2 separate regions of the Gossypium hirsutum genome follow, and region 1 is linked to region 2. The links are chromatin contacts, called in public Hi-C maps. All regions are on one chromosome and are shown on one strand. The core of a region is the stretch at or near the end of the contact, and the rest is flanking DNA. Distances in the headings are between cores, read along the strand shown. Region 1 holds the start of LOC107928143 (peptidyl-prolyl cis-trans isomerase CYP18-2). Region 2 holds the start of LOC107928231 (momilactone A synthase).

What was found. Hi-C and Micro-C count contacts between places; a contact is called where the count stands out from the background.
Region 1: a contact with region 2 is called in a Hi-C map of leaf, with 3 times the contacts expected there. The contact joins the promoter of LOC107928143 here to the promoter of LOC107928231 in region 2. A contact is called at or near these places in 2 of 34 Hi-C or Micro-C datasets (both in leaf).

The regions. Positions count from the first base shown.
Region 1 is chrD01:62,308,200-62,311,422 of Gossypium_hirsutum_v2.1, forward strand. It overlaps LOC107928143 (peptidyl-prolyl cis-trans isomerase CYP18-2), which reads left to right and starts at 1,711. Exons shown (of 6, transcript XM_016859329.2): 1 at 1,711-1,875; 2 at 1,996-2,091; 3 at 2,179-2,240; 4 at 2,473-2,606. The coding sequence starts at 1,804.
Region 2 is chrD01:62,131,007-62,134,372 of Gossypium_hirsutum_v2.1, forward strand. It overlaps LOC107928231 (momilactone A synthase), which reads right to left and starts at 1,949. Exons shown (of 2, transcript XM_016859420.2): 1 at 1,776-1,949; 2 at 602-1,555. The coding sequence starts at 1,804. The coding sequence ends at 739.

The sequences.
Region 1 (3,223 bases), core at 461-2,960, 180 kb after region 2:
TACTCAAGGCTTGACCCATTTAAAAAATGGCCTTATTTTTTGTCCAATCTCATTTTTTGGGTTTATATTTTTACCCCCACTTTTCAAGAAGGTCTTCGAACCCGAGCAGGTGGCCTAACCCACAATCAAGTCTACTAGCAACAATTACACGAAAAATTTAAGTAAAAGCACTCTCAAATATTTACATGACAAAGCATAGGCGCTACCTAAAGGTGATCATGGGTTGGGATACCCGGCTCGGCCCAACGACCCGGCCGAAAAATGGGAGGATTCGGGTAAAAATATAGACCCGAAATATGGGTTTTGGCAAACAAACGAGGCCCGTTTAGAAAACGGGTCAAGCCTCAGGTAAGACTTTTTTAGCTTGGGCCCGGCCTGGCCCGACCCGAATTATATATTAAATATATATGTTTATTTTTAATCAAATATACTTTTTATTAAATATATATATTTTTTGGACTTTTAATCTGAATTATATATTAAATATATATTTTATTCTTAATCAAATATGGTTCGGGCCGGGCCCAGTACAAACAATTTTCTTTAGGGTTAGGCTGGGCCAAGCAATTTTCTTTCGGGCCGGGCTTGGACAAAATTTTAGGCCCATATTTTGGGCCGAGCCCTGGCCTAAAAAATGGGTCTAAAATTTTGTCTGGGCCCGACTGAACCCGGCCCAGCCCATGATCACCTCTAGTGCTACCTATTTATAGATAAAATATGACAATTTCTTGAGTAATTAAAACAACATTTAATTTAAGCATTATCTAAGATAAAAGCCTTCCATTTTGAATTTCTAATGAAAAACATTAAACCCTAAACCTTAAATCCTAATTCGGCTAAAATCTATCAGCAACCTTGAAAGATAAATAAAAACACAACTTGTATTGAATTGCTTGAAATGTATATATACATTTGGATATATCTCAAAACTATACATGAATTATGATTTAACGTGTAATTGTATACATAGACTTTTATTTTGTACAATTTTATATATAAAATTTTGATTTGATCAAATTCTTGTAAATTATTAACACAATTATTAATATAACATCATTTTATGTTTATACATTGCATACATGAATAATTATATTTATCCAATTTAAAAATAAATTGATATATTTGTTTCTTTAGATGTGCATGATTAAATTAAAATTAAAATTTCAAGTATACATTTGAACCACAATTAGATTTTTACATGTATAATTGTACCAAATTAAAATTCATATATACAATTACACCTTAAAACAAAGTTCATGTATAATTTTAAAATTTATCCCTATTTTATTTATCTATTTACGTACATGATAATTATGATATTAACATTTAAACTAAGGCATAACATTAATAATACCGAATCAATTGATATTGCATTAAATTACAGCATTAAGTTCTAGTAATGTTTTTAGAAACAGGCGAATGATTGAATCCATCGAATTATTAATTTTTAATTTAATTAGCTTAACTTAAATAAATTATTATAAAATTATAAAAATATATATATATTTACATACAAGCTCGAGAAATTTTTTAACTTAATTCAACTGTTTCATAACGAGTCTCAATTTAATTTCGATTCTGAAAAACCTCGTAATTACAAACATTTGGATTTTTCTCTTGAGCACGAAAGATTGTTGAAAAGTCTCAGAACGAAGGCCCATTTCATAACTATCCAGGCCAAGCCCAAGGAATCCACTAAAGTTGCTTCCTTTTTTCTTTTTCTTTCTGCTCTTTCGAATTTCGTTGTCCTCTGAAACTGAAACCTTTGTCCGTAAAAAAAACCCTTGTTTTTCTCTTTGAAAGATGTGGGCAAGTTCAGAGGGAGGTGCACCAGAGGTTACTCTAGAAACCTCTATGGGTGCCTTCACTGTTGAGGTATACCTCAACTTCTTCTTTTTTTACTGACCTTGCTTCAATATATATTGGGTTTATAATCATTAGCTTAACCCTTGTTTCTACTCTCTTTTTTTTTGTGTGTTTTTACTGGATTTTCAGCTATATTACAAGCATGCACCCAGAACTTGTCGGAACTTCATTGAACTTTCCAGGAGAGGCTATTATGACAATGTCAAATTCCATAGAATTATCAAGGTTAGTTCTTTTTAAGTTTTCTCTCATTTGGTAATTTTTTTTCTAATATTAGCTTTCTTCAACCTGTATCTGATTGTTATGATGTAGGATTTTATAGTTCAGGGTGGAGATCCAACTGGGACTGGAAAAGGTGGAGAATCTATTTATGGGTATTCCCCCCCCCCCCAATCTTTTCATAATTAATGTGATACAATCTTATGCTTTTCTTGTTGATAATGGAACCTGGAACTTACACTGCAATTGTTTTATTAATATGGTTTAATACTGTTTTGGCATCTGTTTCTTCGATTATTGGCAGAACTGGTGTTGTTTTATTATAGGAACAAGTGGTTTCTATATCAGATTTTAATTACTGGTTTGTGTTTTCATGATTGATTTCAGTCCTGTATTCGATGATGAGATAAGGTCCGAGTTAAAACATACTGGAGCTGGTATTTTATCTATGGCTAATGCGGGTCCGAATTCAAATGGAAGTCAGTTCTTCATTACTTTATCTCCAGCGCCGTCATTAGATGGTAATGGTGTTATTCTTAATGATTACAATAAGAACTATGTTATTCTTCATAATTATATATTTGTTCAATCTTTTGTGACAACACTATTTCTTTTTTCATATTGAGATCCCTTTTGTTATCCGCTGCATGATGTTATGATATCCAACATGAATCGTCATCGCTAATGTTAATGTTATGGTTTTTCTTGTAGTTTCTATGATACCTTAGGAGTCATGACTGGTCTAAATTTATAAGTTCTATTAATGTGAAAGCTAAAAAGCTATTCAAGTTCTAAGGTAATGGTCACTGTTACTAGAAGCTAAATTTACCACACGGTAAATTGGTCGGCAAATATTGGGAGCAGGGCCTCAAATTGTTTTAGAAATGATTAACGTAACGGTTAGACTTCTGTGGAAAATTGTCCATGAACCAGGTTGGACTGGTGTCAAGGCCAATTAGTCCCTAAACTGATTTTGATGCTATTATCGTGCTTATTATATATACCTTTCTGAAGCCTTTTTGATAAATAGGTTGTTTCACATACGAAACATAGTAAGCAAATGAGAACTATGAGCTTGATTCTCTCCGTTATGCTGAATTTTTTGTATTTGCATAATGTAATATCGCATATTTTTCCT
Region 2 (3,366 bases), core at 699-3,198:
CTTTTGCCATGTAGCATACTATGGATCGGCACATGGTACACTTGAGCCAGCAAGATGTAATGGAGTACTGAGGGATGATAAGGGTTTGTTCTCAGGCCCGCTTGGTGTGATGGTCTCCAACGAAGCTAAGTTATATGCGGTCAAAAATGCACTATATTTCAACTCTGTGGATTGGTTTGACGGTCAGAGTATTCGGCCTTCGTCCTAATAGATTCTTCTATCTTACCACTTCTAATAAAAATAAATTGCATAAATTAAATTAAGAATTATAGATGAAATCCAAATAGATTCTTATCTAGGTATTATTTTGTCACTTGATTAATACAGGATTGTCTTAGTGTTTTATTCTTTGGTGTATTTATTAGTTAATTTAGATAATTTAATTTAATTTAATTTTAATCAATCCTTTAAATTGATAGGTATACTTTCCTTGATAAATTTATTAGTTATTTTAGTTTACATTATTTAAGATTCTTCATTAGTGTTATAATATATAAAGATGGATGAAAATGAAGACCAACTTTCCGAAGAATTTCATATCTTGATTAAGGCTACTAGAGTTTGAAAATTCAAATTAGCACGTCTTGTTTTCCTCAGAGACTGCAGCTAACACCTGCTATAATTGCATATTGATGAAGAAAGCATACATCACAGACCGACCGACAATACAATTTATTACAGGTACTTTAATTTTGGGTAATTTTTATTTTCCCTATTGAAGAAAATATTGTTCAAAGCTTAAAATAGAGGACTTGTTGATTTATCCAAAAGTGCTGCAAATCCCATCTTCCATGACTGATTGCTGAGACTATACCCTCCATCGACAGGCACGTTAACACCACTGATGAATTTAGCCTCATCGCTTGCCAAATACAGTGCTGCATGTGCAAAATCTTCAGGTTCCAATACGGTGCCTTTCAACACAGCTGAAGCCGCAATCATCTCCTCTCCCTTCTTCTTATCGAGCAACCCCAGTGTTGTTTGGAACAATGGGGTCACAGTTGCGTGAGGTGAAATGCAATTAACTCTAATTCCATGCTCACCTAACTCCACGGCCAAGCTCTTCGTCAACCCTACGACGCCATGCTTCGATGCCTTGTATGCATGGGGCAGACCGATGCTGATTTTTGAAGAAATACTCGACGAGAAGAGAATGCAACCTTTCTTGGCCGGAACCATGACCTTGGCTGCATACTTGGCTCCCAAGAATCCACCCAAGACATTGATATCGAACACTCTCTTGAAGTTGTCAGTGCTGGCGTCTGTCACTCTGACTTCACCATCACCAATAAGGCCTGCATTGTTGAACATGATATCGAGTTTTCCATACTTGGAGACCGCTAAGTTTACGGCATTTTCGACATCAGATTCGCATGTTACATCACAATGGACATAGCTGAAGTTTTCAGTTCCAAGCTCTTTGCAAAGGGAGTGGCCCAATTCGTCTTGAATATCAGCAATCAGAACCTTGGCTCCATGTTTGAGAAATAGCCTGGCTGAACACTCTCCTAAACCACTGGCACCACCAGTTATCAGTGCCACCTTACCATCTAGCCTGTATCAAACAAAGTAGAAAAAAAGTTTATATACTAAAATTCAGACCCAAACCTATAAGATATCATATCTTAAGGGACTAATTACATGAACTCAATTAAACTTGAATCCTCCTTATCAACATTGACAGGATGTAAAATCAACTCGACTTGCCAAATTGAAATATCTAAATCCAATATAGTGAAATATGAATTTACGGAATATTGCAAGGATTTAGTTACCTCTTGGTTACTAAAGACTCGGAAGCCATTGTAGTTTGTGAAGAAAATAGACCCTCGCCTTTGCCTTTTCTTTTGATTGCAATGCTTGGGATGCTGTGGTTTCACGTCCTGTTATTCTGCTCTTTATAACTTCAGGGATTGTTCTGAAAGATCAAAAACGGCGTCGACCTTGTTTGTATGCTTTCATTTTAAAAATAATATATTTACTATAAACAATAATATTGCGTCCAAAAATTGAACTCCTCCATGTTTGCTACTTTCTAGTCTATTGGGACAAAATATTTTTCCATTATTTTTGCTTTGACTTGGAATATGTCGGGACTTGTCAGTATGGGCGTAACTTTTTATAATATATTTTACTACATGTGTGTAGAATTTAAAATATTTCATTGTATTTTTATTTTTAGAATTTTAATTTATTTACTTTTTCAAATTTTAAAGTTTAGAATCAATCGTTAACCCTGTTAATTTTTTTGTTAAATTTAAGTTTATTAGAACGTAATTATTTTTACTTACACGGATATTAAGTGAGTATTTTTTTTATTTCAAATATCGCACCAACAAGTTGAATCAAAAATATTGATAGTATTAACAAACGGAGTTTAATTTTCAATCTGAAAAATAAAGAGATTAAATTTTTAAAAATTAAAGTATAAGAAATAATTAAATTTCAAAATTCTAAAAAATATAGGGACTTATGTAATATTTTAACCTATTTTTTTAAACATTTTTTTGTTATTGGAAAAAAGTCAAAGGAATATTAAAAATGGATTTAAATATTGAATATTAAATTCTAAAATATAATTTCAAAAGATCATACAACAATTTAATTCAAAGGCTAACTCTATTTTTTTTATATAAAATGAAAATTAAAAACCAGGCTTAACCTTTACCTACTCAATTAAGCACGAAAAACATTTCACAATAAGTCTGTCGCCATAGCCCCACTTATCGTTGGCTTTGATATAATCTCGATATGATCAACTGAACTTGATTGAAGAGAAGAGGTTGAAAGCTATCCGTCATGGTCAGATGTACCAAAAACAAATGATGCGAGCTTATGACAAAAGGGTTCGCTCTAGAGAATTCCATGAGGGGGACCTGGTATTGAAAAAGATCCTTCCCATACAAAAGAACTTCAGAGGAAAGTGGATGCCAAATTGGGAAAGACCTTATATGGCAAAAAAGGCCTTTTCTAGAGGAGTGCTGATTTTGACCAAGATGGATGGCAAAAACCTGCCTGACCCTGTGAATTCGGATTCAGTCAAGAAATACTTCACCTAAAAAAAAGGGAGAGGCCAAGGCAAAAACTCGCAAAAGGGCGTATTGAGACCAAAGGGGTTTTGAGTTGAAAACCTAGGAAAGGGCAACTCAGATTTAGATCGAAGATTGAACATGTGGTAATCGCGTCCTCTCAGAAGAAGAAACGTTACATCTTGAGGCATCAACAATGTACTCTAGATTTTCTAAACACATATCAAGCTTAAAATGGTCCCCGAGAAGTTTGTGCAGAGAAGTTTATGCTATGATATGTGGGGCACCTATTTTCATTTTATTCATTTTGTATTTTAGCAATGTTTGCTGTTTTGAT